Regions from separate parts of the Mus musculus genome. Here region 2 is linked to region 1. Evidence: chromatin contacts called from public HiChIP or PLAC-seq data. All regions are on one chromosome and are shown on one strand. The core of a region is the stretch at or near the end of the contact, and the rest is flanking DNA. Distances in the headings are between cores, read along the strand shown. Region 1 holds the start of Zfp72 (zinc finger protein 72). Region 2 overlaps LOC115488130 (zinc finger protein 120-like).

The links. HiChIP or PLAC-seq counts read pairs in DNA pulled down with a chosen protein or histone mark.
Region 2: a contact with region 1 is called in an H3K27ac HiChIP or PLAC-seq map of embryonic stem cells, with 7 read pairs. The contact joins the enhancer-like site here to the promoter of Zfp72 in region 1. A contact is called at or near these places in 1 of 39 promoter capture datasets (hematopoietic stem and progenitor cells), 7 of 484 Hi-C or Micro-C datasets (the STO cell line, embryonic limb bud, embryonic stem cells and 3 more), 6 of 115 datasets of contacts at active chromatin or transcription factors (the SCID.adh cell line, embryonic stem cells and stem cell-derived neural progenitor cells) and 3 of 9 other capture datasets (adipose tissue, liver and pancreatic islet).

The regions. Positions count from the first base shown.
Region 1 is chr13:74,389,559-74,394,518 of GRCm38.p6, reverse strand. Zfp72 (zinc finger protein 72) reads left to right here and starts at 3,690. Exons shown (of 5, transcript NM_001374038.1): 1 at 3,690-3,855.
Region 2 is chr13:74,428,620-74,433,686 of GRCm38.p6, reverse strand. It overlaps LOC115488130 (zinc finger protein 120-like), which reads left to right. Exons shown (of 2, transcript XM_030247499.1): 2 at 1-1,429. E430024I08Rik (a long non-coding RNA gene) reads left to right here. Exons shown (of 8, transcript XR_003950546.1): 8 at 276-1,463. Among named protein-coding and RNA genes, the nearest start is that of Gm41004, 14 kb to the right of the region's middle. Within about 2 kb of position 2,851, at least 2 of the 459 cell types and tissues checked have an H3K27ac peak or open chromatin away from gene starts, as enhancers often do. A contact at or near this core is called in embryonic stem cells, where this site is marked.

The DNA.
Region 1 (4,960 bases), core at 2,441-4,940:
TTACTTAAGGGACCCCAAAAATTCCACCAGAGAACTCCTAAAACTGATAAACAACTTTAGCAATGTGGCTGGATATAGAATTAACTCAAACAAATCAGAAGCCTTCCTCTACTCAAAGAATAAATGGGCTGAGAAAGAATTTAGGGAAATGACACCCTTTATGATAGTAACAAATAATATTAAATATTTTGGTATGACTCTAACCAAGCAAGTGAAAGATCTATATGACAAGAACTTCAAGTCTTTGAAGAAAGAAATAGAAGAAGACCTCAGAAGATGGAAAGATCCCCTGTGCTCTTAGATCGGCAGGATTAACGGTCACCTTACCAAAAGCAATCTATAGATTCTATGCAATCCCCATCAAAATTCCAGCTTAGTTGTTCACAGAGATAGAAAGAACAATTTTCAAATTCATCTGGAATAACAAAACACCCAGGATAGTGAAAACTATTCTCAACAATAAGAGAACTTCTGGGGGAATCACCATCCCTGGCCTCAAGCTGTACAACAAAGCAACAGTGATTTAAAAAAAAAAAACAAAAAAAAAAAAAAAAAAAAACAACAACAACAACAAAACCAACCCACATAGTATTGGTACAGAGACAGACAGGTAAATCAATGGAATAGAATTGAAGACCCAGAAGTAATCCCACACACCTATGTCACCTGATCTTTGACAAAGAAGCCAAGGCCATCCAGTGCAAAAAAAAAAAAAAAAAAAAAAAAAAAAGACAGCATATTCAACAAATGATACTGGTTCAAGTGACAGTTGGTATGTAGAAGATGCAAATTGATCCATTCTTAGCTCCTTGTACAAAGCTCAAGTCCAGGTGGATCAAGGGCCTCCACATAAAACCAGATACACTGAATCTAATAGAAGAGAAAGTGGGAAAGAGCCTTGAACACATCAGCACAGTGGAAAAATTCCTGAACAGAACACCAATGGCTCAGGCCCTAAGATAAACTATAGACAAATGGGAACTCATAAAATTAAAAAGCTTCTGTAAGGCAAAGGACACTCAATAGGACAAAAGGGCAACCTATAGATTGGGAAAAGATCTTTACCAACCCTTCATCCGATAGAGAGCTAACATCCAATATATACAAAGAACTCAAGAAGTCAGACTCCAGAGAACCAAATAGCCCTATTAAAAAATGGGGTACAAATCTAAACAAAAATTCTCAGCTGAGGAATCTCGAATGGCTGAGAAGCACCTTTAAAAAATGTTCCACAGCCAGGCATGGTAGCCCACGCCTTTAATCCCAGCACTTGGGAGGCAGAGGCAGGTGGATTTCTGAGTTCGAGGCCAGCCTGGTCTACAAAGTGAGTTTCAAGACAGCCAGGGCTACACAGAGAAACCCTGTCTCGAACCCCCCCCCCCCCCAAAAAGTTCAACATCCTTAGTCATCAGGGAAATGCAAATCAAAACTACCCTGAGATTCTACCTCACACCAGTCCAAATGGCTAAGATCAAAAACTGAGGTGACAGCAGATGCTGGTGAGGATGTGGAGAAAGAGGAACATTCCATTGCTGGTGAGATCACAAGCTGGTACAGCCACTCTGGAAATCAGTCTGGTGGTTCCCCAGAAAATTGGAAATAGTTTTACCTTAGGACCCAACTAAACCACTCTTGGGAATATCCCAAAAGATTCTCCAACATATAACAAGGACACATGCTCCACTATGTCCATAGCAGCCTTATTTATAATATCCAGAAGGTGGAAACAACCCAGATGTCTCTCAACAGAGGGATGGATACAGAAAATGTGGTACATTTATACAATAGAGTACTACTCATCTGTTAAAAACAATAACTTCATGAAATTCTTAGGCACATGTATGGAACTACAAAATATCTTCCTGAGTGAGGTAACCCAGTCACAAAAGAACACATATGGTATGTACTCACTGATAAGTGGATGTTATCCAAAAAGCTCAGAATACCCATGATACTACTCACAGACCACATGAAGCCCAAGAAGAAGGAAGACCAAAGTATGGATGCTTCAGTCCTACTTAGAAGAGGAAACAAAATAATCACTAATCAAGGGAGAGGGAAGGAGGGAGCTGGAAGGGAGAGAGGAGGGGGAGGGAAAGTGGGGGCAGAATCACTGTGGGAGGAGATGGGGGGAAGAAGTGAAGAGGGTCAAGAATTTGAACTGAGGTGTGTATCACTGGGAGATGGGGAACTGGGGTAGCTGTTAGACAGTCCCAGATCCTAGGGATGCAAGATGTTCCCAAGACCCAACAGTGATGACATTAGCTGAAATACCCCAAAAAGAGGAGATAGAACCTATAGATTCCATATCCAGTAGTTAGTGTAGGTCCCCAGTTGAGGGATGGTGCTATACACCCATTTCAAAAATATTAACACAGAATTGCTCCTGTCTAAAGGAAATGAGGGACAAAGAGTGGAGCAGAGACTGAAGGAAAGGCCATCCAGAAACTCCTCCACCTAGGTATCCATCCCATTTACAGACACCAAACCCAGACACCATTGCAGATGCCAAGAAGAGCTTGCTGACAAGAGCCTGGTATAGCAGTCCCCTGAGAGGCCCTGCCAAAGTCTGACCAATACAGATGGGGATGCCTGCAGCCAAATATCTGACTGAACACAGGGACCCCAATGAAGGAGTTGGAGGAAGTACTGAAGGAGCTGAAGGGGTTTGCAACCCCATAGGAAGAACAACAATATCAACCAAGCAGACCTGCCAGAGCTCCCAGGGGCTAATCCACCTATCAATGAGTACATATATAGGGACCCATGGCTCCAAGTTCCATATGTAGCTTATCAGGCATCAATTGGAGGAGAGGCCGTTGGTCCTGTGGAAGATCGATGTCTAAGCATAGGGGAATGCTAGGGTGGCTGGGTGGGCGAGCACCCTCATGGAAGCAATGGGGGATGGGATAGGGGGTTTGCGGAGTGGAAACTGGGTGGTGGGGATAACATTTGAAATGTAAATAACAACAGGAACAAAAAAATCTCAGAAAAAGGAAGCAACTTTTTTCCTAGTGAACCACTGAGGACGATAGCCTTAATGTGGGTCTTCTTTCTCCTTGGGTGGTTGTTAGCCACCAGTGAAGACAAAAGGAGTAAACCATGGCAGACAGGCTAGAGATGGTTGTATTATAGAATGATCTCCTGAGACCAGTGAAGTGTGTCAGGTCAACTTCATTGTTTCACCAATAGGGTATAAAAGGGAATTTAGGGGTCAGGTGGAAAGGGTTAATTGGTCATACTACTATACCTAATTATCGTGTGGGCAGGAAGCCAGAGTGGGACTTTGGTTTATTGTTTGTTTAGTAAGTATCTTCAAGAAAAATCTAGATGATTATGTTAATTTTCCATGCTACAATAAGCATCTATAAGTAGGCATATGGTTTTAAGCTACAATAACCAGAAATAGTAGGTAAAATGAATAAATAAGAAAGGGTTTAATCACATTCAGACATCTCAATGAATTCATTTTGTAGTTCTACAAATTAAAAAAGAACATGATATTTATCTGTAGTTACTCAGTGCTTGGTGACTGGTTGCTTTAATGACATCCTCAATCTCAGAAAGCAGAGCTAAAAAACCAGGAAATACTCAAATCCTTTCATGAGTTTCTAAAATTTCCTCTCACAGACTTGTGGGAAATGTAGTCTCGCATGGTGTGACGTCACAAGCAAGGGCCCTGGAAACGCAGCTTTGGCATTCCTTGTGTGCACCTAGGTCGCAAGGATATTCCCTAGAGTTCGGTCCTGTGGATGTACCGTTCGCTAGTCTACAAACTTGGGTTTGGATTATTTGATCTTGAAGGTAGCTCCCAGCGAGGAGAGAGGAGTCCTACAAGCCGGAGGCATTCTGCAGGTTGGACAGGGAGGGAGACGTGGGTGGATCTAAATCAGATAGAACTTGTTCTGAAGGTTTTTGCGACCTAGGCTGGGTTACCGGGTCAGGATGGAGAGAGGATGGTTGAAACAGTTCTTTCAATGTTCACTCTATTACAATGTAGTGTGCTGCCAGTTGTCTTCCATGTGCTTTTAAGATGGCTCGGGTAGAGTCCGGGATTGCCCCACCCCTACCTCTCAAATCATTCATGGGGCTCTGTTAGCTGACCACCTGATCTTGGGAGGTGTATAAAGGTTTGCTATTGAAAGATCGTGTTACCAGCTTAATGAGACTTACATGACTGTTGTGGGATTTTTGTCATATTTAACCAAGTGTGGTCTCTAGCCCGCCTAGTACTCTTTAACAGTTTATAAAAAACAGTTTCGGGGCGGGGGGCAGAGTTCTGTGGGGGAAGTTGATATATTGGAAAGTCATTCCGTTTTCTGTGGAATAAATCATTACAGATTTTAAAAGGGACCCCTTGGAGGTTAAATAACCTGACATGAACCTTCAAAGCAACACTTCCATATAGAGATAAAAATCCCAGAGAGAGGACCATCTTAGATTTGCTTAGTCCAGTCAATCGTTGATGGCTCAGAGATTAAGAGCACTGACTGTTCTTCCAGAGGTCCCGAGTTCAATTCCCACCAACCACATGGTGGCTCACAACCATCTGTAATGGGATATGACGCCCTCTTCTGGTGTGTCTGAAGATAGCTACAGTACTCCTATAAATAAAATAAATCTTTTTTTTTTTTTTTAAAGGTCCTACGCTCTAGAGTTAAAACAAATACCTATCAGGGGCTGTGTGGTGTTGGAAGCTTTGGAGCGGTTTTCAGGAGAGTTGTGTTGTGCATAATCTTAGGGATTATTTACTAAAGTTCAAGAGGAGACTAAGGAGGGCACAGGCGCATCACCTGACATACCTGATAAACCCGGTCTATACTATCTATACTCAATTTCTTTTCTTCCATCTATCCACGTTATCTACAGAGTCTAAGCTCTCACTCTATCACTTCATGTGGCATCTAATGCACTGATGCTCCGTGTGCATGACAGTTCTTCCTGGGAAGATGTGCCAATA
Region 2 (5,067 bases), core at 1,602-4,101, 40 kb before region 1:
CCTTGGAGACCCCAAGATCTTTGAGATGCCAGAGCTGTGGGGTACCTGCTCATGAAAACCAGCCAAAGAGAAAGAATTATGCTGCAGTGAACAAAGCAGAAAAGAGTTGGAGATCTGAAGAATGCTTTAACATCAGACATGGAGATGTAGTTTGGAGATTTCCAAGCTGGCTTTTGGTTTTGTTTTGGTCCAGTATTTCCTCATGACACTTAGGAATGGTGAAATATATCTTGTGAAGTTGGAAGTATATGATCTGTTTTTATTTTCTTTTTTAGGGGATTACAGTTACATGATTGGATGACTCTCAGAAGAGACTGTGACCTTTGGACTTTTAACATATTTGAGACTGGTATAGATGATGGGGACTTTTGAAGTTTGACCACATGTATTTTCCATTATGCCATGTTTAAGAATGGTTCCCATACATTCCTGTACTCCAACAAGCTTATGGGGCCAGTAAGTGGAATGTGGGAGTTTGAATTTGCTTGTCACAAGGAGTGGCTCTATTAAGAGGTGTGACCTTGTTGGAGGAAGTGGATATCTCTGGGGGTGGACTTTCAAGCTCCACCAAGTGCAAAACAGACCCTCCAATTCCCTCCCTGGAAGACAGTTTCTTCCTGGCTGCCTTTGGATCAAAATGCAGAACTTACAGCTCTTTCTCCAGCATCATGACTTCTTGCATGCTGCCATGCTTCCTGCTATGATGAAAAATGGACTAAACCTCTGAAACTGTAAGCCAGCCCCAATTAAAGGTTTGCTTTAATGAGAGTTGCCTTGGTCATGATGTCTATTCCTAGCAATGGCAACACTAAGACAGAAACCTTGGGAGTGTATTTAATATGGTGAAGCCTTTGCACAATTCTATAGGCTTCATCATCATGAAAGAATATGTACTAGAGCCAGACAGTGGTGGTGCATGCCTTTAATCCCAGCACTTGGGAGGAAGATGCAGGTGGACTTCTGAGTTCTCGGCCAGCCTGGTCTACTGAGTGAGTTCCAGGACAGCCTGGGCTATATAGAGAAACCCTGTCTCAAACAACCAAAAACAAAAACAAAAAACAAACCAACAAACAAAAGAATATGTACTGGAGAGAAACCTTTTGAATGTACTTACTATCGTTAAGGTTCTTCCTATGGTTAAGAAGGAATGACTTTGACAGATACAGTTCTCATTCTGTGTCTTTAGAACCTGAGCATCACACAGGAGTTCATGACAAGCTCATCTTTGGACCCTGTCTACATGTGTTAAATCAGAAGTTTTGCTCTTTGCAATGTGAAATCTGTATCATGCAGGAAACAAGCCCAGGTCACTTTATTATCTTGTATTAGTTCTCACGACTTTGCATTGAGGAATTACATTTTCCTGCTTACTTAATTCCAAAGGAGTTGTCTTGCTTCTCTTTAATGAAAACTAAACTCTGTTAAACAACTATATAAAAAATAAAAATACATATGTAACTTTATACAATATTGCTACATTAATTTTATATGAAACATATACAAAGTGATACATAAAAATGTTAAATGTCTAAATCCATTCTCCAAAGCAAAAATAAAAGGGTCACCATCTAAGTAAGCTTGGTTATTTGATAAGAAGAAAATGAAAATGAGTCACCTGTCATCCATTGCTATTGTCTTCGTTCATTGAGCTCAGTGGCCTCCTGAAGCACCCAGCTTGTCATCTACTAATGAGAAGTTAGGTTATTTTATATTTTATGCCACCATGAATCTAACTGTAACAAGCATGAGAATTCTGATTCTTCTTAAAAATTAATTTCAGGGGCTGGTGAGATGGCTCAGTGGGTAAGAGTACCCAACTGCTCTTCCAAAGGTCCGGAGTTCAAATCCCAGCAACCACATGGTGGCTCACAACCATCCGTAACAAGATCTGACGCCCTCTTCTGGTGTGTCGTGTCTGAAGGCAGCTACAGTGTACTTACATATAATAAATAAATAAATCTTTTTAAAAAATTAATTTCAAGTGCATGGAAAATGTATGGAGGTGATTTCTGGAATTCCTGGCAATTTTGTCATTTTATGAGAATTCTGTATACTGTAGACACATATAAACACGGTAGAATAAGAATGTATAGAGAACATGGTTTCCTGGTTTTGTTGTAGGTAATGATGTTGTATGGATACAGGTAATATGTCCAAATGCATCAGATACATACACTATTTACATGCCATTTACCTCAAGTATAACCATACAACACTGTTTCAACTAATTTTAGTTGATATCTGTTGTGGATAGCCCTGGTGTTGCTTGTATTTTGATGCTAATTCCGTTCTTCTGGGAGGAGGTGTGAACAAGCAAGGAATTACTCTCAGGTGACTTCTTGTGAACCTTCTCCCTTAATTTGTAAAATAAAAGCTAGAGCCAGTGACTGGGCAGGAGAAGGGAAGGTAGAGCTGTAAGGTTGAGAGAGAAGGAGGAGAAGAGAGGGCAATGGAGGAGCGGGTGGAAGGAAAGTGGAGCCGAAGCATGTGGCTCGGAGAAACTGCAAGGTAGAAGGGATCTCATAGATGGGGAAGATGGTAGTGTAGTGGTAGATGTGCCCAATATAGGCATGCAGCTTGTATTCATATTAATTGAGTTGTGTTTTCTTCATCCGGGCTTATTTGGGTTAGAGATTTACCGCAACAAAATAGTGCCCAACATATTGATTAGAACTCAACTCACCGGAGATAAAAGACCACTGCCCCTCAACCTCAAATATGGCTTGGGCAGTGATCTAGGCTGCAGCAGTGTTTATTGAAAGCCGACTGGGTTTGAGGGGCCTACAGAGAACAGCCAGGGGCAGCACCCCAGCCTGAAGCTGGGCTTGAGCAGTGCTGTGTAAGAATTGCAAGGAGGGACAGGTGACGCTGGAACACAACTGCCTGAGAGGTAGTTTTCAGGCAGACACAGTGAACTGATCTGGGCATCTGCCCAGGAGAGTCTTTTCTGTGTTCGCTTCCCTGTACCTCCACCCCCCAAGCCCCACTCCATATCTAGGACAGCCAGACTGGATCTCCAGACTGCTTGCTTGCACTGTGGGTTGCCTGAGATCAGCACACAAGCACACACTGCCAGCTGCAACCCAAACAGGGACACAGAAGATGCGGGTCTTTCTACACTCAGCCCCTCCTTGTAAATACAAGAATCAGGATACAAAGGTACAAAGGGCTCTGGACAAGGGAATAAATTGATACTTAAAGATGAGAAACATGGGCTGGAGAGAATGCTCAGCGGTTAAGAGCACTGACTGCTCTTCCAAAGGTCCTGAGTTCAAATCCCAACAACCATCCATAATGAGATCTGATGGCCTCTTCTGCTATGCCTGAAGACAGCTACCATATACTTAGATATAATAAATAAATCCTTAAAAAAAAGACAATAAATATCTTTTGGGCTTTTCGTAATGATATTTTGAATGGTTTGACAGGGATGGATTTAAAGGAAATACAGACCTTATTATTTACTGGTATTGCCATATTCTCTTAATTTACTATGTCTTCTAAAAAACAGAACCTTAGAAAAAAATTCCTTGTCTTAGAAAAGAGATTACAAGTAACACTACAACTAAAGATTGAGGATTTTATTGGGCAAAAGAAACAAAGTCTAGTGAATAATTTACTAAAGCTAGCAAATCAAAATAAGGCAGATGCTGCAATATTAGAATTACAACATAAAGAGAAGCAGGGCTTAGAACAGAAGACACAGGAATTATAGAACAGCATGAACAACAGAAAGAGAAGCTTAAGACGTGGCAATGTGGCCTAGAGGAAACACTAGAATTGAAGACACAGGAAATTGTAGATCAGAATAAGAGACAGAAACATGAAAATGAAGGTGGGAGACTAGAGGTGGAAAATATGCTAGAAGCAAGGATGCAGCAGCGCACAAATCAGACTGAGCAGCAGAGAGAAAATAATGATTGGGAGCAAGACTTGGAGAATAAACCTTTTAAAATGAATCAATCAAAACAAAATGGACAGCAGACTATCAGAATTGCAATATAAAGAAAAAGTCAAAATGTGGAGGCAGAACCTTCAACAGAGAACACAGGAACTCAAGGAACAGGAAGAGCAACAACAGAAGAGATAAGAAGCGTGGACACAGACATTAAGGGGGGAATTTAAAATTTCAATTAAGGAAAATACTCAGTTTAGAGACAGAAGATAAAATTAGAGAAAGCCAAACAAAGGTTATTAGAAAACAAACTTTAGTCTATCTGGTTAATATACAACAAGGACCAAACAGATGATGATTATCTACAGGGCTATTAGGAATTTGAATGGCAACCCGTGGATATGTTAGAACTGAAAAAATTGAAGGAAAATATCAATAATTTTGGAGTGCATTTGCCATTTGTAAAACAAATCCTGACTTCTTAGGCTGTTAAAAGTAGGATAATCCTCCAAGACTGGAAAGATATGGCAAGAGACATATTAGAACCTGCTACAAATTTACAGTGGTGCACATGATGGAGAGACGTGGTGAGGGAGATAATACGACAAACTAGAACCAGGGGTAGAGAGATTTCCACAGACCAACTGCTCTGAGATAGAGGTACAGGTTGTATATGATGAAGAAACTCTGGCATTGTGTTGATTGTCAGCCTTAAAGAACTGGAACAGTGTCGCAGAATCAGGGAAGAGTTGAACCATTAAGTCATACAAGGTCCAAAAGAAATCTTCCCTGATTTTTTTTTTTTTTTTACAAAGGCTAACATCAGCTGTGAAAAGGAGTATATCAGATTCAGCAGCAAGAAAGGCAATAATTGTGCTTTAACCTTTGAAAATGTAAATGCTAAATGCAGGGAAATAATCAGACCACTGCAGGCAAGGTCAGTATCTATACATGAGTGGATTAGATATACAGCTGATGTTGGATCTTGTTCACCTGATATGACTGTAATAGGAGAAGCTACCACTAGACACCTAGAAATGACCCAAGATTTCAAATGTTTAAATGTGGTGAGTGCACATGGTGGACTGAAATTAATAGAGGAGAAAGTAGGGAAAAGCCTCGAAGATATGGGCACAGGGGAAAAATTCCTAAACAGAACAGCAATGGCTTGT